7 separate regions of the Mus musculus genome follow, and all the other regions are linked to region 1. A link is a contact called in public HiChIP or PLAC-seq, Micro-C and promoter capture Hi-C data. All regions are on one chromosome and are shown on one strand. Each heading gives the region's core, a stretch centred on a gene start, on an enhancer-like site or on the middle of the called end of the contact. The rest is flanking DNA. Distances are from core to core; before and after follow the strand shown.

What was found. Promoter capture Hi-C pulls out the DNA fragments that hold promoters and counts their contacts. A called contact is a pair of places that touch in the nucleus more often than the background predicts. HiChIP or PLAC-seq counts read pairs in DNA pulled down with a chosen protein or histone mark.
Region 2: a Micro-C map of palatal mesenchyme shows a contact between it and region 1, with 4 times the contacts expected there. The contact joins the enhancer-like site here to the promoter of Plpp3 in region 1. A contact is called at or near these places in 13 of 39 promoter capture datasets (the 3T3-L1 cell line, 3T3-L1-derived adipocytes, the C10 cell line and 7 more), 1 of 15 datasets of contacts at CTCF or cohesin (the NIH/3T3 cell line), 14 of 484 Hi-C or Micro-C datasets (the 3T3-L1 cell line, MC3T3-E1-derived osteoblasts, the STO cell line and 8 more), 11 of 115 datasets of contacts at active chromatin or transcription factors (the NIH/3T3 cell line, craniofacial prominence, embryonic basal ganglia and 8 more) and 2 of 9 other capture datasets (adipose tissue and embryonic stem cells).
Region 3: an H3K4me3 HiChIP or PLAC-seq map of embryonic limb bud shows a contact between it and region 1, with 12 times the contacts expected there. The contact joins the enhancer-like site here to the promoter of Plpp3 in region 1. A contact is called at or near these places in 6 of 39 promoter capture datasets (cranial neural crest, frontonasal cranial neural crest, hippocampal neurons and 3 more), 1 of 15 datasets of contacts at CTCF or cohesin (stem cell-derived epiblast-like cells), 10 of 484 Hi-C or Micro-C datasets (cardiomyocytes, cerebellar granule neurons, cerebral cortex and 6 more), 16 of 115 datasets of contacts at active chromatin or transcription factors (the NIH/3T3 cell line, T-cell acute lymphoblastic leukemia, craniofacial prominence and 12 more) and 4 of 9 other capture datasets (adipose tissue, embryonic stem cells, liver and 1 more).
Region 4: an H3K4me3 HiChIP or PLAC-seq map of embryonic limb bud shows a contact between it and region 1, with 15 times the contacts expected there. The contact joins the enhancer-like site here to the promoter of Plpp3 in region 1. A contact is called at or near these places in 10 of 39 promoter capture datasets (the C10 cell line, HPC-7-derived erythroid cells, cranial neural crest and 7 more), 2 of 15 datasets of contacts at CTCF or cohesin (large pre-B cells and stem cell-derived epiblast-like cells), 9 of 484 Hi-C or Micro-C datasets (cardiomyocytes, cerebellar granule neurons, cerebral cortex and 5 more), 15 of 115 datasets of contacts at active chromatin or transcription factors (the NIH/3T3 cell line, T-cell acute lymphoblastic leukemia, craniofacial prominence and 10 more) and 3 of 9 other capture datasets (adipose tissue, embryonic stem cells and pancreatic islet).
Region 5: a promoter capture Hi-C map of the 3T3-L1 cell line shows a contact between it and region 1, with 37 times the contacts expected there. The contact joins the enhancer-like site here to the promoter of Plpp3 in region 1. A contact is called at or near these places in 9 of 39 promoter capture datasets (the 3T3-L1 cell line, 3T3-L1-derived adipocytes, cranial neural crest and 4 more), 4 of 484 Hi-C or Micro-C datasets (the 3T3-L1 cell line, cranial neural crest, embryonic stem cells and 1 more), 14 of 115 datasets of contacts at active chromatin or transcription factors (craniofacial prominence, embryonic basal ganglia, embryonic forebrain and 9 more) and 1 of 9 other capture datasets (adipose tissue).
Region 6: a contact with region 1 is called in an H3K27ac HiChIP or PLAC-seq map of heart atrium, with 20 times the contacts expected there. The contact joins the enhancer-like site here to the promoter of Plpp3 in region 1. A contact is called at or near these places in 15 of 39 promoter capture datasets (the 3T3-L1 cell line, 3T3-L1-derived adipocytes, the C10 cell line and 11 more), 1 of 15 datasets of contacts at CTCF or cohesin (the NIH/3T3 cell line), 15 of 115 datasets of contacts at active chromatin or transcription factors (craniofacial prominence, embryonic basal ganglia, embryonic forebrain and 12 more) and 1 of 9 other capture datasets (embryonic stem cells).
Region 7: a contact with region 1 is called in an H3K4me3 HiChIP or PLAC-seq map of craniofacial prominence, with 10 times the contacts expected there. The contact joins the enhancer-like site here to the promoter of Plpp3 in region 1. A contact is called at or near these places in 15 of 39 promoter capture datasets (the 3T3-L1 cell line, 3T3-L1-derived adipocytes, the C10 cell line and 10 more), 3 of 15 datasets of contacts at CTCF or cohesin (the NIH/3T3 cell line, embryonic stem cells and large pre-B cells), 4 of 484 Hi-C or Micro-C datasets (cortical neurons, nephron progenitors and uterus), 18 of 115 datasets of contacts at active chromatin or transcription factors (the NIH/3T3 cell line, craniofacial prominence, embryonic basal ganglia and 11 more) and 2 of 9 other capture datasets (adipose tissue and embryonic stem cells).

Annotation. Positions count from the first base shown.
Region 1 is chr4:105,155,490-105,159,578 of GRCm38.p6, reverse strand. It overlaps Plpp3 (phospholipid phosphatase 3), which reads right to left and starts at 2,232. Exons shown (of 6, transcript NM_080555.2): 1 at 1,616-2,232. The coding sequence starts at 1,754. It overlaps Gm29838 (a long non-coding RNA gene), which reads left to right and starts at 2,908. Exons shown (of 2, transcript XR_376486.3): 1 at 2,908-4,089.
Region 2 is chr4:106,142,774-106,146,862 of GRCm38.p6, reverse strand. No RefSeq gene overlaps it. Among named protein-coding and RNA genes, the nearest start is that of Gm30126, 21 kb to the right of the region's middle. Within about 2 kb of position 2,137, at least 13 of the 459 cell types and tissues checked have an H3K27ac peak or open chromatin away from gene starts, as enhancers often do. A contact at or near this core is called in 3T3-L1-derived adipocytes, adipose tissue, brown adipocytes and 1 more, where this site is marked.
Region 3 is chr4:106,065,525-106,069,613 of GRCm38.p6, reverse strand. No RefSeq gene overlaps it. Among named protein-coding and RNA genes, the nearest start is that of Gm30199, 9.8 kb to the right of the region's middle. Within about 2 kb of position 2,388, at least 22 of the 459 cell types and tissues checked have an H3K27ac peak or open chromatin away from gene starts, as enhancers often do. A contact at or near this core is called in adipose tissue and embryonic limb bud, where this site is marked.
Region 4 is chr4:106,038,002-106,042,090 of GRCm38.p6, reverse strand. The region is part of intron 5 of Gm30266 (a long non-coding RNA gene); the gene reads left to right. Among named protein-coding and RNA genes, the nearest start is that of Gm30266, 8.8 kb to the left of the region's middle. Within about 2 kb of position 1,825, at least 12 of the 459 cell types and tissues checked have an H3K27ac peak or open chromatin away from gene starts, as enhancers often do. A contact at or near this core is called in embryonic limb bud, where this site is marked.
Region 5 is chr4:106,013,175-106,017,263 of GRCm38.p6, reverse strand. No RefSeq gene overlaps it. Among named protein-coding and RNA genes, the nearest start is that of Gm30266, 34 kb to the left of the region's middle. Within about 2 kb of position 1,838, at least 3 of the 459 cell types and tissues checked have an H3K27ac peak or open chromatin away from gene starts, as enhancers often do.
Region 6 is chr4:105,992,677-105,996,765 of GRCm38.p6, reverse strand. No RefSeq gene overlaps it. Among named protein-coding and RNA genes, the nearest start is that of Gm30266, 54 kb to the left of the region's middle. Within about 2 kb of position 2,180, at least 9 of the 459 cell types and tissues checked have an H3K27ac peak or open chromatin away from gene starts, as enhancers often do. A contact at or near this core is called in heart atrium, where this site is marked.
Region 7 is chr4:105,967,047-105,971,135 of GRCm38.p6, reverse strand. No RefSeq gene overlaps it. Among named protein-coding and RNA genes, the nearest start is that of Gm30266, 80 kb to the left of the region's middle. Within about 2 kb of position 2,030, at least 14 of the 459 cell types and tissues checked have an H3K27ac peak or open chromatin away from gene starts, as enhancers often do. A contact at or near this core is called in uterus, where this site is marked.

The sequences.
Region 1 (4,089 bases), core at 983-3,482:
GGCCTCAGCCCAGGTAGCTGCTGCACCCAGCTTCTATGCTTCTAAGTATTTAGTGGTCTCATCCTCCTCCTCACCCCAGGACCTGGAAGGGTCTTTTAAAAATTCAACAACTTGATTATAAGACCTTAAGTCATCTGGCTCACTACGCATGATAATAAGCCTGCCGCCACCAGGAAGGCAGGCCCCCCAGTGACAAGTCCTCTGAATAGCATCCTAAGGTTGAGCGCCTGGGATCTGAGCAGAGAATTGGATCTCCATAACTACTACTGTAAGCCCCCTGGCCTTTCACAGCCCGTAATCTTCCCTCCAACTGTCCCTATCACAAGAGGGCCATTCTTAATTTTAAATTCTAAGAAACCCATCGTCTCACAGAATTCTAAGGAAGGTAGTCCGGCAAGAACAAGAGGCCACTGCCTAAGAGTCTTCAATGAAGGAAGTTAAGCCAGGTCGCCACAGCCTGCCCCGGCTAACCCCCTTCCAAAAGGATGAAGCCTCCGTGCAGGAGTTCTTTCTATTTTGGGGGAACTTAACTGGGAACACAGATGTTTCTTCCGTTAGCCGTGTTGGCAGAGCGGCTCCTGGACGGCATCCGAGTTCTTAATGCAGGAAGGGGCCTCACAGACCATCTACTTGAATCCACTCATTCAACTGAGGAGGATACTGAGGCCAAGGGGGTACTTAGGTGGCACACCCAGCTGGTGGCAGAGGGGCAATGCTTTGGTGACAAGTTTTCCACACATTTACATCAAAAGTCGCTTTAAAGGAAAAAGTCCTATTTTTTTACTTCAACCCTGGATGTATGTCAATTGCTCCCCCCCCCCCCCCGTTTAATAAATCCTTTTTCTCCCACTTCAATTCCTGAGCCTCCCACCGCTCTTTCAGCTGAAACTTGCATCTGTTCTAATAGTTGAGCTAGCGCCTCAACTTTGAGGGAGTGTAGCTCCACTGTGGCCCCCAAGCAAGACTGTGGCAGGCAGCCTTTCTTTCAGTGGCCTCCCGGCACAAGTCAGGGAGTGAGCTAGTTTAAAGCTGATGCCCGGGAAGCGGCCTATCAACTGGCACACAGTAGGCGCTCAACAAGTGATGTGCTCCTCGCTGCCCAGCACCTGGCCCGGTAGAGCCGCGTTCCACCCTCTGGGGCTTTCAGCCAAGCGAGTAGCGAGTGACAAGGCCGGCTAGCGCGACTGGCCCTGCAAGGCAGCGCGACGGAAGGGGTGGATGTTTACATGCAGCCGGGACGAGCAGCGCCACTCCGGCAGGAGCCTGCCTTGCTCGGAGACCGAGATGGGTCTCACTCGCATCTGACTCGGATACAGAGCAGAGAGCCACAGGTTTCCTCCATATCTTGGAGCTCGAGCTCACACCTTCCGAGGTGCTGGGCCGGACTCCCAGCTGGAGATCACCCCTAAGGAGGTGGTTCCAGCTGCCGCGAAAGCACAAGCACGCCCCAACTTGAATTCGCAGGCCGGGGATTGGGGGTCCGGGAGGGCGGGGAGCTCGCGGCCAGCACGGCGCCCGGGGGTGGGGGAGATGGCTGCGGGACCCTGGGGGCTGACAGCGCAGCGGGGCCCGGGGCCCGGAAGGGGTTGGGTGGGACCCGTGGGACTGCGCTCACCCATGAAGAGGCAGAAGAGGTCCAGGCAGATGAGCAGCACCCGCTTGCTGCCGCCCTTCCTCGGGTTGTTGTTGAGCGCCGGGCTGCCGCCGTTCTTACTCTCAGGGACGATCGCCTTGTCGTACTTGTAGCTTTGCATGGCGCTGGCTGCGGGGAGCCTCCCGGGGCGATGCGGGCCGCCGCTGCTCAGGAGCGGGTATGCGGGCTCGGGACGCGGCGGCGAGAGTGCAGCCCGGCGGAGTAGTTCCAACTGCAGACGCGGGTAGGTTTCCCCTCTGGGCGCCTCTGCTTTCCTCTCAACCCCAAACTGTTCGCTAGTCCAAGGGGAAGAGAGCCAAATCCCGAGCAGGAACTTTTGCAGAACTGTGCTGCCCCGGACGCGTCCGGCTGGCGTGCGTCTGCGTGCTGGAGTTTGCGAGTGGGCAGCGTCGGCGTCCCGCCACGATCCTCCGCAGCTACTTAATGAATGGAGCAGCGCGGAGCCCTGCAACTCCGCAGCGTCCTGCAGCTAGCTCTCCTCAGCGTCTGCCCAACTCCAACTCTGCCTCCTCCTCCTGCTCCTCCTCCTCCTGCTGCTGCCGCCCGGGCTGCCGCTGTGATCGCTCGGTTTGTTTTCTGAGCTTATATTTCACGAGCGCCTTTAAAAAGCGAGGGGGGAGGAGAAGGACCTCCTTACTTGGCTCCAACAAGATTCAGAAAGCACAGCCCCTTCCTTAAGCTGCCTAAAACGTAGGATAATTAAGGCCACATTTCCCCCACCCCTTTTCCAAAAAAAAAAAAAAAAAAAAAATCGTAAAAGAAAAAGTTGTTCTCAAACCAGAGAATCAGGGAGCCCCTAGCGTTCAGAAACTCCAAAGCATCACAAAAGGGGAGGAAAAAAAACATATAAATAAAATTTTTTTTTCTTGCTGGCCTTTGATTAGAGGTGGGGAGAGGATCGGTGGGAGGTCTATAATACTAAAATGCTTTCTTTATTTACTTGTTTATTTATTTACAAATTTCAGCCTTGAATTGGATTATCCTAAAAATTCAATTTTCAAGGAAAGCTAGGTTGGTTGTTGTTTTGCTTTTAACGCTCAGCACCGGATAATTGTGCTAGATTCCGAAGATCCTACGGTGTAAAAGACTCCGGGCTGGGCGGTGGTGGCGCACTCCTTTAATCCCAGCACTTGAGAGGCAGAGGCAGGCGGATTTCTGAGTTCAAGGTCAACCTAGTCTACCGAGTGAGTTCCAGGACAGCCAGGACTACACAGAAAAACCCTGTCTCGAACCTCCCCTCCACCCCCCCCCCCCCCGAAAAAAAAAGAGACTCCAGAGCCAGACCCCCTGTTCTAGAATCCTATGTCTCTGTGCCTTAATTTCCCCGCGAGTAAACTACAGACACCAAAATATTTCTCCCCAGGCAGTCATGGTGGAGATATAATTGATTCTTTCTCATGTGCTTCTGCAGCAAAGCTTGCACAACAGAGGAGCTCGGTGAGTTGAGCCAATACTACTAGTTCTGAACGTGGGTAACCAAAGCCAAGCCTGCCCGCCTCTTTCCTAGTCCAGCTGGCCTCCGGCATACCTGAGCATTATTGGCCTTGACTTTCAAGGAATCTGATGTTTCCCTTTGAATACTTTTTATATGGTTTTATATGATTTTTAAAGTTGATTACTTTTTTATGAGCTGGTTTTTTGTTTTTTGTTTTTTTTTCCTTCAAGAGAATCAACACTTGAAGGGTCAGGACCCTCCCTTACATTTTCCTTAGTATCAAGCTTGGAGCACAGTACATAGCATACAAATGCACATTTCTTCCAAGGGTCTTTATAATACAGAGGTGGAAATGGCTCAATGGTTCTAGCATTGTTGTTTGTTTGTTTGTTTGAGACAGGGTCTCTCTCTCTCTCTCTAGCCCTAATATGTCTTAGAACTCACTATGTAGACCAGGCTGGCCTCAGACTCACAGAGATAGATCTGCCTGCCTCTGCCTCTCGAGAGCTGGAATTAGATGCAGCTGGTTCTAGTTTTTATAAAAAGATTATTCTATCTAGTATTCTATATCAGTCTATACAGACTAGTGTTTTGCCTGCATGTATGTCTGTGTGCCATATGCTCGAAGCACTCACAAAGGCCAAGGAGGGCTGTTAGATCCCTACAACTGGAGTTACAGATGACTGGGAGCCACTGTGTGGGTGCTGGGAACCCAATCTGGGTCCTCTGCAAGAACACTAGTTGCTCTTAATCACGGAGCCATCTCCCCAGCTCCAAGTCCTAGCTTTTGGATGGATAGTACAAATGATATCCGACTGCCCTAGTGGGCCACTCCATAACTCTGTATCCCACCGCCAGCCCTCTTGAGTATCCCTTTTATTGCCTACCGCTTCGGTCCCACCCCTCTACCTACATCATAAACCTTCCTCCCCTCAACTAGCACACTGTTTCTCCTCCGGTGCACCCTGATCTTTCACCCCCTCTCCTTGTCCTGCTTGGT
Region 2 (4,089 bases), core at 888-3,387, 990 kb before region 1:
GTAGTCAGGCTGTTGGTCCACACATTTGCTCTGGCTGGAATTAGCAAGGGCTTTGAGAAACTCAATGTGCACGGGGCTAAGAAAGGATGGATGGGTACAGGGACCTTGGCAGCTGGACTCTACAAGGACACCTGCTTGCATTCATCTCAGGATTTGCTTTGCCCAGGAAGCAACCTGTGCTGGATGGGCAGAGAGACAGGACACCGAGCACCTAGCCATGATGTCCTTGGTTCAGGAGATGGCTTCAGTGCTATAGCACCTGGAAGTCTGTTACCAAGTGAGGCAAAACAGAGAGTTTTGTACAGCTAGATTCTGAGACTCTAGAGGTCAAAGGGCATATTTTTTTCAGTGTCCAGCCTTCTATGTCCTTGGAAAACAAGTGGCTCAAACAAACCACCTACTTTTATTTTAAAAAAAAATCAATGCCAGCTTTATTTTTGAGAAATGGCTATTTCTTTATTGATTCCTAGGTTTCAATCATTGCTTGAGCATCCTGTCTGCCCAGTGCAGAGGGTATCTTCACATGACATGCGGTCCATGGGGTGCTTAATAACGTCATGGTAATCATGAAGCCAAGAGCAGAAGTGTTTACTAGCTTGTGAAAAGGCCAAGCATGGGCACCGTGCTTCCTAGACAGCTGACTCCTTTGTCTTTGTTAGGTGTTCTAATATTAGGTGAAGACGCACCACTACCACACAGCCCACACAGCTCTTATAATGGAAAACATTTAATTGGGGAATGGCTTATAGGTTCAGAGGTTTAGTCCAATATAGTCATGGCAGGAAGCAAGGCAGCATGCAGGCAGACATGGTGCTGGAGAGGGAGCCAATTGTTCTACAGCGAGATCTGTAGGCAGCAGGGAGAGAGAGAGAGAGAGAGAGAGAGAGAGAGAGAGAGAGAGAGAGAGAGAGAGAGAGAGACTGGGCTTGGCCTGAGCTTTTGAAATTGCAAAACTCATCCCCCAGTGACACATCTTCTCCAACAAGGCCACACCTCCTAGTCTCTGTCAGGGAGCACCAATGACCAAGCATTCAAATATCTGAGCTACTGGAGGCTGTTCTTATTCAAAGCAGCACATCTTTCTACATGCCGCCTTTGCAGTGCCTCAACAGCTTCCCTTTCCTAGAGTTCTGGTACTGTTGTTGAGAGTCTGAGAGTCGGGTAAGTCTTTTCATGGGAGTTTGATAGGATGACCATTCTCTCTACATATGGGAGGAAGTGAGCTGCAGTCAGCTCAAGACCCATAGCTGGGGAACCAGGAGCCAGGATGCCTGTAGCTGTAGGGGTCGTAGTATCTGCTTTCTGTTAAAGGCAGTGGTTCTCAACCTGTCAGTTGTGACCCCTCTGGGGGTCAAATGACCCATTCACAGGGCTGACATATCAGATATCCCGCATATCAGATATTTACATTACAACTCATAAAAGTAGCAAAATTACGGTTATGAAGTAGCAGTGAAAATAAATTTAGGGTTGAGGTCACCACAACATGAGGAACTGTATAAAAGGCCCAGTATTAGGAAAGTTGAGAAGCACTGGTTTAAGGCCTTTTTCTTGTCAAGGGGCTGAGCTGGAAGAGCTGTTGAGATGGCAAGAGTGGTATCTCAATGATACCTGCTTTTTGATGTATTTGGAAAATATTATTATAAAGGACTAGTTATAAGGGGGGGAAATGTACTTGTAACTCACTTTTTTAGTTTGGTTCTTCATTGCTAAAACACTGCCAAAAGCAAACTGGGGAAGAAAGTGTTTCTTTGGCTTATACTTCCAGGTCACAGCCCACCATTGAGGGAAGCGAGGAAAGGAACTGAAGCAGAGGCCACGGAGGAATATTGTTTACTGGGTTGCTCCCTCTGCTTGCTCAGCTGCTTTCTTACACAACCCAGGGCCATCTGCACAGGGCTGGCACTGCCCACAGTGGCCTAGGCACGCCTCCATCAGTTAGCAATTTAAGAAACTGCTCCATAGACATGCCCCCAGGCCAAGCTAATGAAGACAATTTCTCAGCTGGGATGCCCTCTTCCTAGGCGTGCTACGTCTGTGTCCATTGCTAACCAGCAGAGCCACCTTGGACAGAGAACCACAATTCTATATCCATCCAGATAGTTTCTCGTGAGAGGCTCTGCACATGTGGCCTATAAACAGTTGCATCAGACCCTGGCAAGTTTGAGAACATAAGTGTCTTATCCTGATTTCAGCAGAGGGAGGCTCCACTTACACATAATTTAAAAAATTTAAACTAAAATTAAGAGTGTAATGTCATGCCTTTTGCATTTTGAAATTTTTTTGGCTGTATGTCCTTCTTATTTTACATATACATTCCTGAGTGGAGCAAGGCTGGATCCCCAATTATATGTTCTCATTCATATCTGAGTGTGTCATAACATGCTGGGATGTTACAACATTTCCACTCATCACTTTTGTCTTTCCTGCTTGACTGTAATTTGAAAGGTTGGGATGATGGCTGCTTGCACCCCATACTGCCATCACGTCTTTCCAGTCTTTTCTCTTTTTTCTTAGGTATTTTCTTCATACATTTCAAATGCTATCCTGAAAGTCCCCTATACCCTCCCCCTGCCCTGCTCCCCAACTCACCCACTCCTGCTTCCTGGCCCTGGCATTCTCCTGTACTGGGGTATAGAATCTTCGCAAGACCAAGGGCCTCTCCTTCCAATGATGGCCAACTAGGCTATCTTCTGCTTCATATGCAGCTAGAGACATGAGCTCTAGGGGGTACTGGTTAGTTCATAATATTATTTTACCTATAGGGTTGAAGACCCCTTCAGCTCCTTGGGTGCTTTCTCTAGCTTCTCCATTGGGGGCCCTGTGTTCTATCCTATAGATGACTGTGAGCATCCACTCCTGTATTTGCCAGGCACTGGCATAGCCTCACAAGAGACAGCTATATCAGGGTCTGGTAGGCAAAATCTTGCTGGCATATGCAATAGTGTCTGGGTTTGGTGGCTGTTTATAGGAAGGATCCCTGGGTGGGGCAGTCTCTGGATGATCCTTCCTTCCGTCTCAGCCCCAGATTTTGTCTCTGTAACTCCCTCCATGGGTATTTTGTTCCCCATTCTAAGGAGGAATGAAGTATCCAGTCTTGATGTTAATTCAGTCCACATCTCTGATCCTGAGAGTGTCAGCCTGGAACCTGTGCCAATGGCCCTGCTGGCTAGATATACCTATGGACCTCTGTGAATGCCTTCAATCTTTTGGGATTCTATTGATACTAGCCCTGAAGTGAGGACACACATAGTTCACCATATATGATAAGGAGTGAGGGAGACCTTTATGGACCAGAAGATTCATGGAGGTCTCAATTTCCCTTAAGAGAAGGACAAAAAGGTACCAGATGGCCTTGCCATGGCCTCAATTTTTTTCCCCCACAGCTTCCTCAGCCATGATGGGGACTGTTGAGGGGAAAGGGTCTTGGAAAACCATTTACAGGAGTCAGTACCACATTTCAAGCTCTGGACATGGAGGGATGGGGCAGACAATGGCACATGTCTGTGTTCTTCATTGTTGTAACAAACGTGAGAGGCAGAGGGAAAGCAGTAACATCTACCGTCCTGATCAAGCATTTGTAACGTCTTCAACGTGTGCTATAAACTATTCTATGGTATGTTGGTGGCCTCTCCATCTTACTGTGTGGCACACTTATCCACTAGATTGAAGACATTATATAAGTGAGACCTAGAAATGCCAGATTTCCTAGAAAATTTGTCAAGATGGCTTTGTGCTAGGGGCAAGCTTCACACACCGTAAGACTGATCTCCAGTTTTGCTGATTTAAGAGCAGAGCTGGCCAACTTTTCCTGTAAAAGGCCACATAGGGGATAATCTTAGCATCGAGTCCAAGGTCTCATTTGCCATTACACAGCTCTGGAGAGAAAAGGCAGCCATGGACAAATGTAAACCAGCGAATGTGGCCGTGTTCCAACAAAATTTTATTATCCAAAAGGACTTTGGGCAGTTCTTAGTTTGCAGAGCCCTGAACTGGAACATGTCAAAAATCTCTAAAGATGGCCAAGTCATCTTCCCTGTGTGTCTGCCCACTAACAGAGTGACATGGTGTTAGTGTCTGTCTTAGATT
Region 3 (4,089 bases), core at 1,139-3,638, 910 kb before region 1:
AGCAGTGCCTCTCCTGAACCTCTCTCCTTAGCATTTCCACTTTGCAAGCACTTTTATATTCAAGATTTGCTGGTTGCATGCAGTGGGGAAAATGTCCTCTGGCCATTGGCCTGGCCACTTCAGAGAAATCAGAGGAACTCTGAATTCCAATGATAGTGGGAATGTAAAATTCTTGAATTGAAATGTTAAGAGTCTGGGTAGGGTCAAAATTCCCAAATAAGTGACTTGTTTTTAGGAGGAAGAAAACAAAGAGAACCAAAAGGAGAAAATGTCCTTCACGTTCCAGACAAGGCCAGGCTTCCTTACACGGTAAAATGGATTCTTCAAGTTTATTTAGTTCACTTCAATCTGTGCCTCTAGGTTTCCCCTTCAGATAAATTTAAGAATCAATCCGTTTCTTGAGAACCTTCACATAATTACTCTATCATGTCTCAAAATAACTGCAAGAAAAGACCAAAGAGACACCCGCTTTACACACTTAGAGAGCTATGGAGATGAGCGATGGATTTGCTACTCAAAGTTCAGCTGGCAGGCGAGGGACGCAGTGGAGAACGACAGCTCTTCAGCTGGAGGTGAGGGTGCTACTTGACTGTATGGGTCAATTCTTCATTTAAACCTGAGCACACTGGAACCATTGGCAAGCAGGTGTCCTTAGACCAGGACTTTAAGTACCAAGCGATAGCATTATTATCCCCACATTTCCTACAGACATATAAACTAATGATTTTACTAGAACTGATATTCCTACACGCCTAAAGGATTCAGAGGTTCATTTGAAAGTGCTGCCTGGATTGCTTGGGTAGAGGTGAGTCAGTCCAGATCTCCAAGTGAGTCTTGAGACAAGATGGTAGGTGGAGCTGAGGTGATGTCTCTATGGGTAATGTCTAAATGGGTGATGCCTGTATGGGTGATGCCTGCATGGGTGATGCCTGCATGGGTGATGTCTGTGCATGGGTAAAGGTGTGAAGGAGTTGGGAGAGATGGGAGCTAAGCGTAGTCAGATGGTGAGCGTATGAGGGGAAAACCAGTATTGTGATTTCACTTAGAAGTTGAAGGAAGGTCGCAACTGAGCAAAGAAAGGTTGTAGCTGCAGAAGAGAGAGACATGCTTTAAACCAGGGCTGTCAACTAGGGCTGGGTTTCCTCTTCTCTACTGCCCCCCCCCCACTTCACCCTAACCTCCCCAGGACATTTGGCAAATTCTTTGCACATTTCGGTTGTTACAATGGTTGGAAAGTCGCCTCCACTGACCTCTTATGGGGAGAAGTCAAGAACACTGGGGAGCTTCCCACACGGCTCAGCCAGGCCTCCTACAACAGAGGCAAAGCCCCAACAGAATCAAGGTCGAGGAATAAGGCTTTAAATTAGACAGTGGTGTTGCTACATCCGTTTTCATTTTTTGTTTTGATAAAGGAAAACTAGAAGTTGTCCCAAGACAACTGGCAAACTGCTAAATGCTCCAACTACCTCATTTATTTTGAATGTTTATTCTTCTAAAGCAGACTCAATAATTTAGCATTTTCCCTCTCTGTTTTGGTCACTTGTTTGTTTGCTTAGATTGTCTCAGACAGAATCTATTATATAGCCTTTTTAAAAACAAAAAACAAAAAAGCCTCCTGCCTTAGCTCCCATGCCGATATGCCTGGTTCATTTTGCTTGATTTTGTGTTTTAAAGTTTTATTTTTATTTAGATGCATGTTGTGCATCTGTGTGAATGTGTACCAGATTCATGGCTACTGATCTCCTGGAGCTGGAGTGATAGGTGGTTGCTCATGAGCCCTCTGACCCAGGACTTAAACTCAGGTCCTCTGGAAAAGCAGCAAGTGCTAGTCACTGCCAGACCGCCTCCCCACTCTTCCTTATTTTGATTTTTCCCTGTCCCACCACTAGCAGACCCTTGGTGTGGTTTTAGTCTATGTGAATGGCTGGCCTTCAGAGTTGTGCACAACATGAGGTTTGCTTGAAGGGATCCAGTCACTCAATGAATGCCAGGTGGAAAGAACCGAGCTAATGGTTGTAGTTTAACAGGGTAGTCTTTCTCCTCAGCATTCAGCAGAATCCACACAGGAGCTCAGCATTTGCTGATTGATTGGACAAATAAATGAATTTTGGACAGTGCAAAGGATGAGTGAGCTAAGTGGGTACCAGCTGGTGCTGAGGGAGACACTCATTAGAGCCCCAGCAAGGTACCACGCTGCCTTTCCAGAGCACGGTGGAAGGGAAGCACACCGTTCTCGCCAGGGCCCTCTTGGCCCGCACCTTAGAATCCAGGCTGGATTTGGAATCTGGAATCTGGAAAATTACTAGGTTTCTGGTCTCCTGTGTGCTCCGTAGTCTTATCAGTGAAGCTTTGTCAGTGTTTCCACTGTAAACCTGGGCGTGGGGCTAAGTGGCCCATAAAATCTTACTCTAGGCGAAAGCTGGCAGGCAGCAGCCTGCTAGGATGCAATTAGTTTGGCTCAAGGAGGCTGCGGTTGGCTTCTTGACTTAATTGGGAGAGCACAACCAGGAAATGCCAAGGCTTGCTTGGTGCTCCTTCTGTCTCTGAGGACATGGATAGAGAGACTTCTGTTGCAGGGTAGAAAGTGGGCCAGGGGTAGGGGTATGGAGAGGAATGCCCGCCAGTGTCAGGGAAATGTACCTGTGTGGGTACCAAAGGCTAGCCCCACACTCCTTCCACAGGTCTTCATGCCCCTGTGATTAACTCCTCAAATCTTTAGGGTCTGCTTCTGTACTTGTGCAGGGATATTCTGAGATAGCTGCAGGAAGATGAAACCACCATATTTAGTCTCTCCTTGCATGGATGCCCTCTTCTCCTCTTCAGTCAGTGTGGATGGCAACATTTACTACTGTGCTCAATACCTTCTATTGTTGGGGAATATGAGGGATCCAGGTCTTACACAGCAGTGATTGGCGTCTCAATTGCCTCATGTCTGTCTGTCTGTCTGTCTGTCTATCTACTCTCCCTCTCGCTCTCTCCCTCTCTCCCTCTCTTTCTTTCTCTCTGTTGTATCCACATGCAGGAATACTGTGGCATGCCTATGGACAGTCAGAGGACAACTTTAGAGAGTCAGTTTTCTCCTTTCACTGTGTGGGGCCAGGTTTGAACTCTGGTTGCTGGGCTCGACAGCAAGAGCCTGCCTTTACTCACTGAGCCAGCTCTTCATCCCATTTCCTCATTTTCAAAGTGGGAAACAAATACTGAACTTAGGGCATAGTGATGAAATAGAAATGACATAATTTGTAAAAATGACTATAAAAATAGTGGGGGATAGGAAGGCGAGATAGACTAATAGACACATGCAGAAGGAGAGAGAGTGACAGTGAGAGAGACAAAGAGGGACACACACACACTCACGCACACACACACACACACACACACACACATGCACACACACACACTCACGCACACACACACACACACTCACGCACACACACACACACACACTCACGCACACACACACACACACTCACGCACACACACACACACACACACACACGCACACACACACACACACACACACACTCACGCACACACACATACACACACACACACACAGAGAGAGAGAGAGAGAGAGAGAGGGAGATTTACACAGTGGCCAGTGGCCGTGTTCCACCTGTACTAGAGTGACTACAATCTTAAAGTCATGAAGCTGTCCTCTGGGCCAGCCGCATGTGACAAACACCTAAGGGTGTGGAGACCATGGCCGTGAGGGTGAGTAGATGGTGAGCAAGCCAGGGAAGACTTCACAGAGGAGGGGTGGGATTTGGACCTGACAAAATGGGTTACACATTTCTTAGGCAGAGAAGCGAGGAAGTCACATTGGTATTAAGTGTACGTGGACTAGAAGGACACAGAGGACCCAGTCACAGGTGCCTGGTAGAGAGAGGAGCTGGGCGAGCAGCTGAGAGAATCCATGCTTTCCTCCCCTTCCTGTCCCTGTTCCTTGTCATCTTGCTTTTAGAACATCTCAGATCCCCATAGCCACTAGTGGGCAGATCAGTGGGCAGACCAGCCCTGGTAACTAGTGGTTAGACCAGCCCTAGTCACTAGTGGGCAGACCAGCCTGAGGTGGTGAGAAACCCTAGT
Region 4 (4,089 bases), core at 576-3,075, 880 kb before region 1:
GAGACAGGGTTTCTCTGTATAGCCCGGGCTGTCCTGGAACTCACTTTGTATACCAGGCTGGCCTCGAACTCAGAAATCTGCCTGCCTCTGCCTCCAGAGTGCTGGGATTAAAGGCGTGTGCCACCACCCCCGCTCACTTTTTATTTTTTATTAGGCCATGAAAAGCAGTTTTCATAAATATTATTTAAAAATAAAAATCATTTTAAAAAATAAAAATCATTTAAAAATACTGAATGCCAACATTTATTCAGTTTTTGGACATTTGATCTTGAGTCAAGTGTAAAATAAGATCGCAGGCCTTGGAATTGATATTCTACTTGTATCATTTACCAGAGCTACAACTGCGGAGTAGTTAATTATTTTCTGTAGGCCTTGATTTAATTTACAGTAAAATGGGTTAATTGAATTTTTATAGGGTGGTAGAGAAAGCCAATGAGAATGAGATAGTACTTACAAATAATCTTAACAGTGCCTGGCACTTAAACAGTATCTGCATAGTAAATGCTTCTTTTATTACTATTGCTTCCATTTCTTATCTTAATCCATGGTCTAAGACAAGAATACTAGTAATAGCTCAAAATGCCTGAAGCTGGGACTTTCTGAAGAAGTGCATCTTAGCCAGGCATGCTAACACGTAGCTGGAATCCCAGCATCTGAGAGGCTGAAGCAGGAGGATTACAACTGTGGGCCCTGCATGTTCAGATTTTTGTCCTTCCAGCCCAGACAGAGGTCAAAGTTCGCTCTAACCACATTACTGTCTGCAAAACTGGAAGGGGAGCCGGCGGGGAGCTTCAGTTGGACCTATAATGTCCTGCCTTTTTCTGCTGGGGAGTGGGTCCGTATATTATTTATACTAGTTAAACATTTTTGCTCACCTGAAGTATTTCTTAATTTGAAAGCACAGAAGAAGCACGCAGCAAGGAAATGGTGCTTATTGACTCTCTGGGAGGCCTGCAAACCCTGGAAGGAGGCACCCTGCCCAGGGTGCTAGGAACTGGTGTGTTAGAGATCAATTCCAACAGTCATGTGAGACTTCAAGACAATATTATGTGGCAGAAAGAAGGCAGACTGCTGTTCATGAATTGGGGTCTTTATTTCCTATATGGTGTTCAACAAGTTTGAGAGAGAAAGAGAGAGAGAGAATGAGAGAGAGAATGAGAGAGAGAGAGAGAGAAAGAGAGAGAGAGAGAGAGAGAGAGAGAGAGAGAGAGAGAGAGAGAGAGAGAGAGAGAGAACAAATGGAAAAACCAAGTGGGAAAGGGCCCCAAACACATGCAGTTACTGCAAATGAGAAAGCTGTTCCCATAGAGCATCTGATTTTAAAGGCAGAGGAAGGTCCTAATTGTCCTCCAGGCCATGGGCCTAATTTATGGAGGGAAGGGCCAAGGAGGTAAATCTTTGTGTCATTTTCTGAGCCACCCAAAATAAGCCCATTAAACGACCTCCTATGAATGGAGGCGTTTTTCCCCCAGCGTTCAGTCCCCCAGCCCTCTCCCACACCCAGCGTCACCCTGGGCACCGGCCCCGAGATCCCCAGGGCACAGCTGACAATGGGGGCATTCAGGAAGGCCTTTCCCAACGGGATAGGAAGCCTGTTTTATGCCCTGTTAATTACTTCAACAATTTATAAATTCATGACAAACATAAAGTCCTCACAGAGATTGGATTTCAAATTGTATTTACCTGTAACAGAATCCCTTTTGTTTGTGATTCCTGGATTTATGAGCTGTTGCACAACAAAATGGAACTGCCCCTTGTCCCCCTGGAGAGCACTAGCAGGGGACCTCAAACATGCCACAGAGACAGAAGCCCAGTCAGGCTTGGATGCAGGGAATGCACATCTCTGGCCTCTAGTTCTTGATGCTCCTCTGTTTCAAAGCCCTGGACTTGGGAGTCCTGAGAGGAGGGAAGATCACTCTGGGTCAGATAAATTCTCTCCCAGGAGTGAACTATTTTGACTTTGTGTCTTTGTGGGACACCTCTGCTCAGCATCTTTATCTCTGTTTTCTTGTTTCAGGGACAGGGCTACCTTCTTAACAAAGCAGCCCAGATAATTGCCACAGTTTCTCAATCTCCTCACTTATCTTCCATTTGGACGTTAAGAATGACTTTCATGAATGTTTTTGCATTTCTGCTTTAAAAATAAAATCACTCAATGGTTTTTCTTTGCTTTCATAAGAATTTCACACTTCTGCATGAACCTGCAAGGTGCTGTGTGGGTCCATGCACGAGCTTTGTGGGTCCATGCACGGGCTGTGTGGGTCGGTGCACTGGCTGTGTGGGTCCGTGCACGGGCTGTGTGGGTCCGTGCACGGGCTGTGTGGGTCGGTGCACGGGCTGTGTGGGTCCGTGCACGGGCTGTGTGGGTCCGTGCACGGGCTGTGTGGGTCCGTGCACGGGCTGTGTGGGTCGGTGCACGGGCTGTGTGGGTCGGTGCACGGGCTGTGTGGGTCCGTGCACGGGCTGTGTGGGTCCGTGCACGGGCTGTGTGGGTCCGTGCACAGACTGTCCCTACCCCTGATTTCTGTTCAGCTGCAGCGGCCTCTTCTCTTCTTGTTCTCTCTTTAAGGTCAAGCTGCTTTAGTCACCATGCAGACCTTCTATGGCTGCAAAGATAAACCCAAGATAATCAGTGGGGAAGAAGAATGGCTCCTTTAGCTCACAGTTTAGGAGATTTTGGCCCACAGTGAGCCAGCACACAATGGTGTGGTGTGTGAGGCAGAGCAGACATACATTTCATGGGGGAGAAGTCAAAGAGAATGAGGTGGTGGCAGAGTGCCACTCACTATCTCCTTTAGTAATACTCCCAGTGACCAGGAGGCCTCCCACTAGACCCTCTTAATGATACTGTCACCTCACAGAGATAGCTGTGGCTGAGCCTTTAACACATAAACCTTTGGGGGACATTTCAGATCCCAACTCTTTTCCATTAAATAACTAACAGAAGAACCAAAGACTCCACTTGAGGGCAGCAATTGGCAGGAAGCTGTGGACCTGGAAGGCTGAGGCCATCTTAGCAGGCAGCATGGAGGATGCAGGGTCAGAACCCCACAGAGAGAGGGGACCTTGGTAGTGTTGAAAGAAGAGACGGAAGCAGGTTGGTTTCTGGGACTCTGGGAAAAAAAAAAGAACAGGGACTTCAGGAGAATTGGACTCTTGAGAGCATGAGAAAGGCCCTTCGGTGCTCTCCAGAGACCATGGAACTGTTGAAATGTGCTGTTTCAAAGGAGTTGGTCTCATCTGACCTGCCCTAGAGGCAGAGAGATGGAGGCGAGCGGGAGCAGAGCTCTCGTTTCTTCTGCACAGCCCTACTAGCTTTCAGTGAGTTCTCAGCTTCAGTAAACACTGTCTATGGATGTGAAGGTGCTAACTTTATGAGTCTTGGCAAGGAGCTGCTTTTATTTTCTATTTGGTGTCAGCATATCTGTCCTCTGTAAGATACATGGGGACATGGGGGGGAGGTGTTTTGCATCCATTTGAGCAAATCGTCCTCTTTAAAGAGCAGTTAAATTCTGCGGTAGTGGTGTGCTGTGGCTTTCCAATGAGCCTATTAAAAATGCACAATGCAATATTTTTCTTTTCTTATGGCAAGAACCATCTGCATAGAGATCTGTAGAAAAGAGTACATACTTCAGAGTCCACCAGCGTTTAGTAGTTCAGTGCACTGGCATCCGACCACAAGCAGAATGCTTTCCTCTGCTAGGTTTTGATGAGAGTTTCTGAATAGGAGGTTGCTGCGTAGAACTTAGAGCATTTCATCCACAGGTCTTAGGATCAACCACGTGAATTTTCAGTCTGTAAGGTGGAGCCAACACTCACATCTGCAGCCAGTTCTCCTTTGCATAAGATCGAAACAATCTAAGCACCAGATCTCTGTATTTTCTAGCAAAGAGCTAGGAGCAAAAGTTCCAGCCCGTTCAAGTTCAGGTTTGGGAGAGTTTGGGAGTTAGGATATTTTTATCTGTAAATAATACAAGTTTAGAACTCAAACCGCTTAAATGATGAAAGAGCTGTATCAAAGTAGTTATCACAACTTGTCACTGAGGCAGGTTCCAGGGCTTTTAGCTCAGTGCTTTCAGTGTTATCAAA
Region 5 (4,089 bases), core at 589-3,088, 860 kb before region 1:
TAACATCCCTCCTCATGGTAGGAGGAGCTAGGGGCTTGTTCAAGGTTAAATGGAGCAAGATGTTAGCTGGAGGTTTCACTCTACAGAAGAGGACATAAAGGGTCAGAGTTCAGGTAATTGCTCAAGGTCGCACAGCTAATCAGCTCTTGTACTTTTAGTTCTAAGGCTGAGCTCGGAGACTGCACTTCCAAGGCTCATGTTGGAAAGCTTAGTTGCCAGCTTGAAGCACTGTTTTGAAGACCATGCAGTCTTCAGGAAGCAGAACCTGCCTGGTAGAAGCAGGTCACTAAGGGTGGCTTAAAGGTTAGAGCAACTGCTGACTCACTGACTTTCTCTGCCTCTTGGCTCCTCTATTGGCATGCTCCAACTGCCATGAATTCTGCTGTGCCTTCCCCCCTCCATGGTAGACTAAACCATCTGAAACCATGTGTCTCAGTTTAGGGATTCTATTGTGATGAAACACCACACTGAAGGCAACCTATGTCATCTTACAGCTTGTAGTCCTTCATCCAGGGAAGTCGGGGCAGGAACTCAAGGCAGGAGCTGATGCAGAGGTCATGGAGGAGAGCTGCTACTAACTTGATCAGCATGGCTTTCTCAGCCTGCTTTCTTATACCATTCAGGACCAGTTGCCCAAGGATGGCACCACCCACAATGGGATGGGCCCACCTACATCAATCATGATTCAAGAAAATGCCCTACAGACTTGCCTACAAGGGAATCTTAAGGGGGCATTTTCTCAATTAAGATTCCCTCCTTCCTGATATATCTAGGTTTGCATCAAATTGACAAAAACCAACTAACACTCCTGATCCCAAATCTGCTCTTTTTTCCTTACATGATTCTGTTGTGGCAATGAGGGAAGGCGCTAACACAAGCACCTTATGTGCTGTGGTACAAACACCCACTGCATATCTAACCCTGGCTGAAACCAATGGAGTCTTACATTCCCGACTAACAGAGGTAAGAACAGAGACTCAGAGCATGTAAATAGCTTGCTATCTGCTGCATGATTGGCTTGGGTGGAGCTGGAACCTGCAACAGTAGAGGACACCCACTGGAATTACATCCGACCCCTCCAAAATAATCCCTGTCTTGTGGTCTTGCTGATGACCTGCAGAATGGTAACCTCTGTTCAAGGAAGCTCGCCCAGTGATTGAGATGCAGTTCCCTACCCAAGAACTCCAGTATACAGCATCCATCTTCTCTGAGCCCCCCCCCCCCGCCCCCCGGTTTCTTACTTTAGAAATCTAAGGATCTTTGAGAGGATCTAAAAGGCTTAGGACTGTGAAAAAGCCCTGTGGATCCGGTGCAGGGGTGCTCAGTAATTGCCCACTTCCTTGTCCCAGCAACCAACAAGTGCCTAGAGGCCTCAGGTCCCTTGTGTGTGTACATGACCCCACTTTGCTAAAGACCCAGAACACTGTTTTCTGGGCTTTGGGGTTCAGTTTCCTGATTGTTTGTTATTATTCTTAATAGAATTCAGGAGAAGGCCATGAGTGAGCCAGACATCTGTGATAAATCTGCTGGATTTTTTTTTTTTTTACAGGAAAGACTTCCCAATTTCACTGCAGTCTATATTTCTTGCTTTTCTTTCCAGCTACCACATGAGGAGGAAAATATCTTGCTTGAATTGATGAAGAAAAAACAACCAGCAACAACCCAGAAAACAACAGCCTGTTGGTGTCTGATGAACATCAAATTAGGAAGCAGTAATGTCACATACAGCAGAGCGCAAACACATTTGGGACTCTCCAAAACACCATCTGCAAGACGAGGAAAGGCAAGGCGAGTCGAGGCTAGGCAAGGCGAGACAGTCTTTGTTGTAAGCCCTCGAATTCCAGATGTGCTCCCAACTGCTTCATGTGTTACCTTATAGAAACCTCTTCCACTGAGACAGGAGCCTATTGCAGTTATCTTACAGGGAAGAAATCAGAGGATCAGAGAGCTGGTTTGACATGGCTGAGGTGGGTGTATGTGCAGGGGTTACACCCACTTGGGCTGGCTTCAAAGCCTCAAGTTTTAGCCCCATCAGTGTCTGCTCCATTCTTTTGTTTGCCTTCGCTATTTACCAAAAACCTTAAATTAGTTTCATGGTAAAAGCAAAGAAGCTTTACAAAGGCCATATCAAAAATAGACAAAAGTATGATTTTATTTCTGTCCCCAGGGCCTGCTACCATGCCTGAGTCAAGTTCAGTAAGTTGATGACAGGCCACACATAGACATCAACCCACATTTACCAGCAGCTCCAAGTTTTTCTTTTAAAATTTAGAACTTTGTACAGGAGAGCTGCATCCATCACTCAGTACTGTGTTCCTTTCCCCCTCCCAACTCATCCTGAGACCTGTATGTATGTGTGTGTGCACATGTGTGTGTGCATGTGTGTGTGTTTATATATCTGTGTGTGTATGTGTGTATGTGTGTGTGTGTGTGCATGTGGTGCATGTGCATGTGTGTGTGTGTGTACACATGTCTCCATGGCTGACTACTTGGGATTGGACAACCTATGAGGGAGTTATCTCTGATGGAGATAGATTCTTCCTCTCTCTGGTACCTGTACCTCTTCATGTGTGTGGTGGGGGATCATGTGGATTTTCCCCTATTCACCTTGGCATGTCAACTGGTATTGCCCTTATGCGTTTTTTTTTTCCCCCAGAGTTCCATGTTATTGAGAGTTCATGGATACAGCATCCCTAATCAATTTTCATTTTAAATTGGTAAATAGTAATTCTATATTTCTATGGGGAACAATGTGATATTTCAATACATGTGCATAATATGTAATGATAAAGCCATGGCGATTGATATTCATCACCTCAGATATATATGCTTGTGTTAGGAATACTCAAATTCCTTTCTAGCAGCAAAATTTTTGGGAAATAATTATTGTTATACACAGTTCTATAGCAGCGATATAGAACATCACTTGCCTCTTTTATCCAGCTGCAACCAGTAGTCATCCTTTTCTATCTATTGGTGTTCTTATTGATAGTATACACACACACACACACACACGCACGCACGCACACACACACACACACACGCACACACATGCACACATATACACATACACACACGCGCGCACACATATACACACACTTATACACACACTTACACACTCACACACATACACACTCACACATACACAAACATACACACTGTCTCCATGTATATGGAGCACAGAAGATGCTATGAGGGCAGACAGGAGGAATGAGTCCTCAGGTCCAGGATTACCGAGATCGCTCACTGTCACTGGAACCCAGTAGAGAGACATGGGATTTCTTTTTACCATCAGAGCCTCAGAAAGGAACCAACTCTGCCAACACCTTGATTTCACGCTTTTCACCTCAGGACTGTGAGCAAATAAATTTCCATCACTGAAGCCTGGAAGTTTTTGGTAATCTGCTATAACAGCACTTGTTTTCCAAGAAACCAACAGGCCTATAATACAGGGATTATTTTTTACTCTTCAGAGAAAAAAACAGCCCAAGAAAAGGTTGATGACATTGTCCAAGGTCACAGAATCAGCACATGCTTTAGCCTGGATTCTTCCCAGTTCCAGCACTGGTTTCCCAGGCCAGCAACCTGTGCAGTTGCCCACCCAGGTCCTGCATGAGAAGCCCATGCTTCCTCTAATGGACAACTCTTCCTACATCGAAATCCTTAATCCATTTTGGACACAGACCCTGCACTTTGATTCTGCACTAGGTTTTGAAAGTCCCACATCTGATCCTGAACTGGCCTCTCTGGCCCCCAGGTCTCTGCTTCCCCCTCATCATTTGTAGTCTCACAGCTCACACACATCCTCTGTCTCTATCTGACCCCTAGCCACAGCCCCTCACCCAAATATTCCCATGTATTAACCTGAATAATGGTCCCCAGAGATGATGTTATCTCCCTCCTCAAGGCTTCTGAGTACGTACCCAATGTGATGGGGCGGGGGTGGGGTCTTAGCACATGGGTAGTTGATATGGATTGGTCTGGTGGGGCAGGTGTAACCACGCCTATAAAAATAAGACTAACCAGAGAAATGGCAGTCAGAGGAGATGACATCGAGGTGACAATTTTTCAGATGCAGAAAGCAGCTGC
Region 6 (4,089 bases), core at 931-3,430, 840 kb before region 1:
GGAGGTAAACGATCTGTGGGCATGGTAAGTACTGAGCATGTCTCTAAGACATGACCTCTGAAAGTTAACACATCCTGAACTGGACTTAGTCACATGACCATATTTAACTGCAAATGAAGCTTTCGATTACAGTCTCCAGTGGCAGTTCTGTCATAAAAGGAAGGAAAGGGGATGAATACAGGTGAGTAGGGTTCGTTTTAAAGCTGAAGAAACTGAGGAACTGAAAATGGACATGACTTGTCCCTGGCTCAAGGCCCTGTGTGGACTAGCTCACAGGTCTGCTCCTCTGGAAAACTTCTAGTTATCCTGTTGATAAATGATAAGCCCGAAGCTTGTTGATAAACAGTGCAGTTGTGACGAGAAATAAGTTGTGTTAAGAATGAAGACAGATCACTGTGAAAGGCCAGGTCTGGGGAAAGAGAGAGAGGGGAGACATGAGCAGAATCCTGCTGGAGACCTTTAGCATCTGTGTGTGAGGGCAAGCTCAGCTCTGCAGGTCCCTCTGCTCAGCTGTCGTTCCCTGTCACCTGGTCCCAGCTGCCTTTCTTCTGACCCACTCCTTTTTTTCACAGAACTTGCCACGGCTAGCCAGGGTCACTCAGGGCCCAGGTAGGATTAGAATAGCCTGTCCTCACCATGGCCCAGGAAGCAACTGCTTGTCATTCAGAGCAAGTTGGGTGGTCTCTTCTGCAGCAGGACCCCTGACCCCTTTTCTCACTCAATGGTTCATTGCTCTTGGGTGCCCCTAGGCTCTGCACCCCCCACCTGAGTACTTGGTCGATTATTTTACAGGAGATATTCATAAGCTTTGGCTCCCTAGCTGGAACACGCCAGCCACAGAGGACCAGCACCCTCGTAGCTCTGTGCTTCTCGCAGTCAAAAACCTAGTCCTGGTTTCCCTTCAGACTAGAAAATCTCTGAGCGTGGTGATGGTTTTATGTGCTATTCCTTTCATTAGCAAATACAAAACTTTCTTCCCTACAGAGATCAGTGTCCGCTCACATCAGTTGGCATGTCAGCCAGGTTTCTTAGAGCTGAGGTAGTTTGTGACTTCAAAACGGACATTCCTCTGACCCAGTTCAGGAGACCAGAAATCCAAGATGGAGGTGTGGGCTGGGCTGCCTCTCCTGTTGGCTTGTGGATGGCCGTCTCTGCCTTCTCCTCCTCGTGTTCTCTCAGGCTTCCTTTTGTCTGCAACCATCACAACCTTCTATGAAGACAGTTGATGTTGAAAAACATCCTGATCCCTTGGACCTTAATTGACTCCTTTGAAAGCTATTTTTGAATATGGTTATTCAGCAGTGTTTGGGATCAGGAGCTAGACTAATGAGTTATGAAAAACCTAAGAGTTTGTATAAGACTAGTGTTTTTATTCTCTTTGCCTGCTGAAGAGACACTTCGTAGTTATCATTGAAGAGTCTCCACGTGGCTGGGTCGTGAGCAACATCTCCGTCTTCTTCAGTATGTTATTTTTAAGGGAAAAGAGGCCTAGCTGGTGAGCTAAGAGAGCAACATTTCTAGAATCCTGAGACTGATTTTCCTAGTTGGATTTTGAGAGGGATGCCGTTGTGATACAGCTGAGAACGAGCACTGATAGTAACCAGGAACTGTGTCTCTATCTTCCAGTGCCTGGGAACATGCTATCAAAATGAGAGGAAACCTGTGTAGCCTCAGGAAAGAAAGAAGCAAGGAAGCGAGTGAGCACAGGTCCTTCTCTGATGTGCTGAGAGAAGTTGGGGAATTTGTAACTGCAATAGGAAGTGGGGAGGGAGCTGTTTTACCAGAAGCCATTATTCCCACCACTCCACTTTTCAATATAGGGAAAGGGAACCCAGAAGGGACACAATTCAACGATAACACTGGGATAAATCACTGTAGTGAAGAGAAAGAGGAAGGTGGATTCGGACTCGGATGAGGAGCATTTGTGTCCTCAGGAAAATGACTGCCTCTGTTGAAGGAAAGTCTAGGGAAACTCCCCTCGGAATTCTCTTAAGTCTAAAGCAGAGAACACGTGGCAGGCAACACTCACGTGACGACGACCATATAAAGCAGTGGCCGATGTACGGAGCAACATATAGTTCAAAGTTAATTGCCGCTTCCGGGATGGCGAGGCAGCACAGCACCAATTTGTTCTCAGGCTTTCTTCCTCCCGCTGGGGTCAGAGAGCAAGGCGCCACGTTCCTCATTTGCCTCCAATAATGACCAGCAGAATCAAAACTTTCCCACCCAATTAAACATTTGGGTGGTTGGGATTTGCCCAAGGAAAACAAGCGTGTGCTCACTCAAATCTTTTATTTGGAAAATGTTTTTCAGCAGAGAGACCCAGCCTTCTTGTCACTGCCTGGCTCTGGGATCCTGCTGTTAAAAACCAGAGCAGAACTTTAGGAAAACAGAACAACTTGGATCTCAACATGACAACCTCTCAAGGCTGTTAAATTCTTTACAGCGTTGACAGGATGTCTTCAGTGTGTGTGCTTTGGGTTGCTCCTCACAAGGTCTCTGTGAAGCTGGTGAATAGAGAAAATGGATCCCCAAGATTACAGCTAGGTCCCGATGCTGGTACTTCCACTAACTGGCAGAAAGCTCTTTGGAGACCTGAGTTCTTTAAGATTCAATTGTCTCCTTTATGCAGTATGATTCTCCCAGGCTTGTGTCAGGGTGCCTTGGTATATGAGATATCTAAAAAACAAAAACAAAAACAAAAACAAAAACAAAAACAAAAACAAAACAACAACAAAAAACCCTTACTATTTTATTTGGTTTATTTAGAGACAGAGTTTCTCTATGTAGCCCTGGGTATCTTGGAACTCTCTCTGTAGACCAGGTTGGCCTCAGGCAGGCGATCTTCCTGCCTCTGCCTCTCAAGTGCTGGGATGCACTTGGAGCATCCAAGGCATGCATCACCACCACTCAGCTGAGGTGTATTATAACATTTAAACTAGGGCCAGTGTGCTGTCTCAGGGGTCATGATGCTTGGACTTCTGATCTCTGGGACCCATGTGGTGACAAGAGAGAGCTGACTCCTGTGAGGATGCTAAGACAAAAACTGACCACATTTCTTTATTCTGGCAACCCTGTACTTTCATAACCATTGGACGGATTTGCTTTGCACATTGAGTGAATGCTCCCCCCACCCCCTGTGTGTCCTAAGTACAAAATGAGTTCCCAGGAAAGGTTTGCTATTGGCATTTTTAGATTTTGATACTTTCTCAAAAGCAAGACACATATTAGCTTCCTTGCGAATGTTTTAAACTTTCAATTATGTTTGACTTCCAAAATCCTCTCCTGACTTCCAACCAGAGGAGAACTCACATCAGACTATTGGGAAATACCAGGACGGGTATGTTTTGGACACTGGCTTTCTGTGACTCCTCAAGTTAAGGCACATTCTTTCTCCTGGCCTGGCCCCTCATCTGCAGGGAGCATGTTGGGCTAGTCTAATGCTCCTTGGGGCCTCTAAGACTCTATATGGGCTCCCCACAAACCTTTTCCTAGAGTCCAGTAAAATGCCTTGCCGCTTAAAAGGGGAAATTTAATCAGATTTTTTTTTTGATCCATGTGCACTTAACTAAACAAAACCCACTTTCTAAGAGTTCTTTGATGTTCTCGCTGCCTCGGGACCCCTCTTTTTAAGGGGCATTTAAAAGGCTTTTTTCTTAGAAACAGGAAATCAGGTTTTGGCAAGAAGGAAAGAAACTCCAACACACCAAGCCTTGGGGGGGCAGTTGGTTTGTTTTCAGTGAGCGGGGTTCCTGAGGGTCCCAAGATTGGCAAGCACTGACCTAGGCCACCCTGACTGAGACTGCCCACTATGGAGGGGGTGCTGTCTGGGAGCAACGAGGGAAGTGAGTCTGAAACATTCCCCTGGCCTTGTAGAACCTTCTAAGTTTTCTTTTCACCCTCAGACTCATGTCTTCTCTTCTTCTGCAGTATTTGGCAACCCACAGTGCCAAAATGCCTCAAGTGATCTCTAAGGAAAATATTTTTCACTACATGATCAGTTTTCCTTCCAGAAAAAAAAAATCCAGACAGATACACAAATGAGTACATGTGGCAGAGAGAGTTCCAGTTCCCTCTCTGGAAAATTCC
Region 7 (4,089 bases), core at 781-3,280, 810 kb before region 1:
CCAGAAAGTTCCCTATACCCTTCCCTCACCCTGCTCCCCTACCCACCCACTCCCACTTCTTGGTCCTGGCATTCCCCTGTATTGGGGCATATAAAGTTTGCAATACTACGGGGCCTCTCTTCCCAGTGATGGCCGACTAGGCCATCCTCTGCTACATATGTAGCTAGAAATATGAGCTCTGGGGGTACTGGTTAGTTCATATTGTTGTTCCACCTATAAGGTTGCAGACCCCTTCAGCTCCTTGGGTGCTTTCTCTAGCTTCTCCAGTGAGGGCCCTGTGTTCCATCTTATAGATGACTGTGAGCATCCACTTCTGTATTTGCCAGGCACTGGCATAGCCTCATAGGAGGCAGCTATAACATGGTCCCTTCAGCAAAATCTTTCTGGCATATGCAATAGTGTCTGGGTTTGGTGGCTGATTATGGGATGGATTCCCGGGTGGCGTAGTCTCTGGATAGTCCATCCTTTCATCTAAGCTCCAAACTTTGTCTCTGTAACTCCTTTCATGGGTATTTTGTTCCCTATTCTAAGGAGGAATGAAGTATCCACCTATTGGTCTTCCCTCTTCTTGATTTTCTTGCGTTTTGCAAATTGTATCTTGGGTGTTCTATGTTTCTGGGCTAATACCCACTTATCAGTGAGTACATATCTAATGATTTCTTTTGTAATTGGGAGGTAACCCCTTACCTTTAAGATTCATCTTAAACCATTATCTTCTGGGACAACTTTTGAATGTTGCCTGTGTATTCTTAAAATCAACCTAATCAATAAGAACGGAAAACCTTTCCACAGCACCAGTTACTCTGGGTTTCTGAGTCATCCTCCCTATTTGGCCATGAACTCCTTGAGAAACGACCATGCCTAATCACTTTGTGACTCCTGTAGCTAGTGCTGTGTTTATACATAGCAATTATTTTGCAATGATGTTTAATAAGGAAGCAAATTGTGTTTATGGTCGTTGTCTATTTCCTTGGTTCTTTTGCAACATATTCTGTCAGTAATCAGAGACCCCTGTCAGAGGGGAAATGGAGGGTAAAATCCTAGCAGATCATTTGTCTTTTGTTCTCTCAATTTCTCATCAAACTCTAATGTGAAGGTGATGGGTGACAAGGGGTGGGGACCTGGAGGGGTGGCTTTTTCATCCCTCCTGTTTTCATTTGGAGCAGGGTCTTGCTTGTTCTTGTCTGGTCTGATGCTGTTGGATTTGATCCCTGCTGGCCTCCTGTAACCAGGCCTATGGTGTAATCTTACAACCTAATTAGACAATCATGCAGCAAGGCCGGCCCCTGCTGCGTGAGGCATGATTTATTTTCCTTTGCTGTGCTCAGGAAAGTAGAGACTGCAAAGTCACTTCAGAGGTCAAGCTGCCTTTTCCTTTGCCCCTAGTCAAGTCCCTACCCTCCTGCCTTCTGTGGCTCCTGAGTGGGGAAGGACTCCTCCAGATCTGAGTGAATGCAGGGTGGTCTTCTTTGTGGTACTCAGTGGCAGATGGGTTTATCCCCCCTGCCTTCTATTGTCCCTGCCCAGCATGGATTTGAAGGCCAATGCCTTCCTCACTTGGAGTCTTCAGCTCTGGAAGTGAACTTGGGCTTCCTTGCCTGCCTGTTTTTCTAATATTGTCTCTCCATGCCTGTGTTCCTGGCGATGAAGGATGAAGTATGTCGCTCCTCACACAGACACTTCCTGTTCCATCCTTTAAGCATAAGGCTCTCCTGTGTACCCCTCTCCTCCCTGGTCTCTTTTATCGGGAACTTGGATCTCTGTGACTCTTTAATAATTTGTTCATGCCTCTTCCTGGAAGCCTTCTATGACTCTTCCAGCCTGGAATAACATGGATACCATGTTTTATTGCTAATGCTTGACTGACAAATCATATCTTCCTACTGGACTCTTGGAAATTAAAGTAAAAGTGCTGTCAAAGTGCCTAGCAAGTTCTTGGCACACAGGTCCCAGGCAAATACGCCTGTTAAAGAAATGAGTCAAACAAGAGTTGCAGGGTGTGTTTCAGTAAAACAGAAGGGCAGAGGCCAATGATAGATGAAGAGGGGGTGGCTATGATTCTTTAGAACATGAGTGACACCTTGAGACCATGAGAGTACTCAGAGCAGAGAGCAAGGACTGGATTATAAGTTTGCCACACTAGGTTAATTTTTTTGTTGTTTTTGTTTTGTTTTTTGTTTTTTTTTTAATCCTTAGGCTAGTATGCAATATTTAATGCACCAGGTATGTCTTGGGGATAAAATTTTTAGGTGGGTCAATTCTTTAATTTCTATTTTATAGATGAGAAAACTGAAATTTAGGGAAAACCATCTACCTGGTCCAAATGTCATAGCAACTGTGGTAAACAGCATTTTAAGGTCTCTCTCTCTCTCTCTCTCTCTCTCTCTCTCTCTCTCTCTGGTCCAAATGTCATGGCAACTGTGGTAAGCTCAGCATTTTAAGGTCCCTCCCTCCCTCCCTGTGCCAAACTCAGGTTGGAAACAGAACCCCTCCCTCGTTGACACAGGGATCACAGCATACTTTGCCCTAAGCCTGTTTGATGACTCTCTTTCAAGTGAATGCTTAAAACAATGAAAACAAAAGTTTCCCATGTCCTGCTCGCCGTACAGCAGCCAGGCTGCGCTGGAGGCTTGAGGTGCTTGCTGACTGCTCTCAACAAGCCCAGCCAAGAAGCATTATTAATAATAAAAAAAAAAAGTGTGATGACTTCCTTCTGGAGGGGAGAAACATGAGTAATGAGGCCTAGATTTCAAGAGTGACAAGACTTGCCCCCACTTCAACCCCTTTAATAAATGTTAAACTTGAAAGGACAAGGCTCTTAAACAGCTTAAGATTCAGAACCTCAGACTTTAAAAAGATGAGGCCAGCCTTTATGCAGGAGGCTCCATACAGCTCCCATTGCCATAGGAAGATGGGGTGATGGCAGATGGAGTTCGAGGAGGACTCAGGATGTGTGATCTTAGTTCCTGTGACATTTTCTTTAGCATCAGCTATGAGTTTTAGTCTCTGTCCACAGTAATATCAAATGCTGTGGTTGCCCTGAGGAAGCCCAGGTCCTGGAGAGCTATTTTCTTGTGGTAGAAATTTGGCCAAGATCAATTATTTCTCTGGGCTTCAGGTTTGTTTTTTTTTTTTTCCTCTGCAAAATGAAGATAAGTATACCTATGTCACCTATGTCACAAGGCTGCTTAAGAGAGGAAAACAGATGTAAGGGTTCCTTCCAAGAGTGCTTTTCAGTGTGGATTGTTATTATCATACATTCTGCTATCCCTGACATTCATTCACTCACTCATTCATTCATTCATTCATTCATTCAGAAATACCCATTGCCGTCTACTCTAAAATGTCGTGTCTGAAGAACCTAAGCTTGTGACAAGATCAGTACAGTGGCTGTTTTTTCTGTTTGAAGTCTGACTGGTGAGACACTTCCCTATTCTGAAGAATACACAACAATGACATACCCTGATATAATTAGATGTACATAGGAGTCCTGCATTGCAATGTCTTTGTGTCTTGAGGCAGGCAATAGGACATGCTTTGTATTCAGGCCAATATGTGAATTTCATCTTGTCCTTATTAAAATCACCCTCTAAAGTCCTTCAGAGGTTGCTAGAATGAGGCCAAATCCAATTGACTGGTGTCCTGGTAGAGGCAGAAGGAGACGGATACTCCTAGAGGGAGAGCAGATGAGCTCAGGAAAGAGGATGGTTACCTGTCAGCCAGAGAGAGGCCTCAGAAGCAACAGCCCCATGATGCCTTCATCTCAGGATGCTAGATCCAGACCTGAGGAAGTACATTTCTGATATTTATAAGCAAGCCCCTCCTACCCCAGGCTTTAGTATGCTATTATGGTGGCCTACATAGGGTATGTTTCCCCTTGAATTAATGACTGAACAGATGATTGAAATGATTCTTATCTTAGTCCCCGCTCCATAGTAGCAGTTATGGCGATGCCTAGAGTATCCAAGAAAGGAAACACCACTGGGAAGGCACAGAGACATGGGAGAACAAATTATGTCTAACACAATCAGCTCTGAGCAAATGGCTGGGAGGCAAAAGGTGAGGTCAAAAGATGTCTGGGAGAGGGTT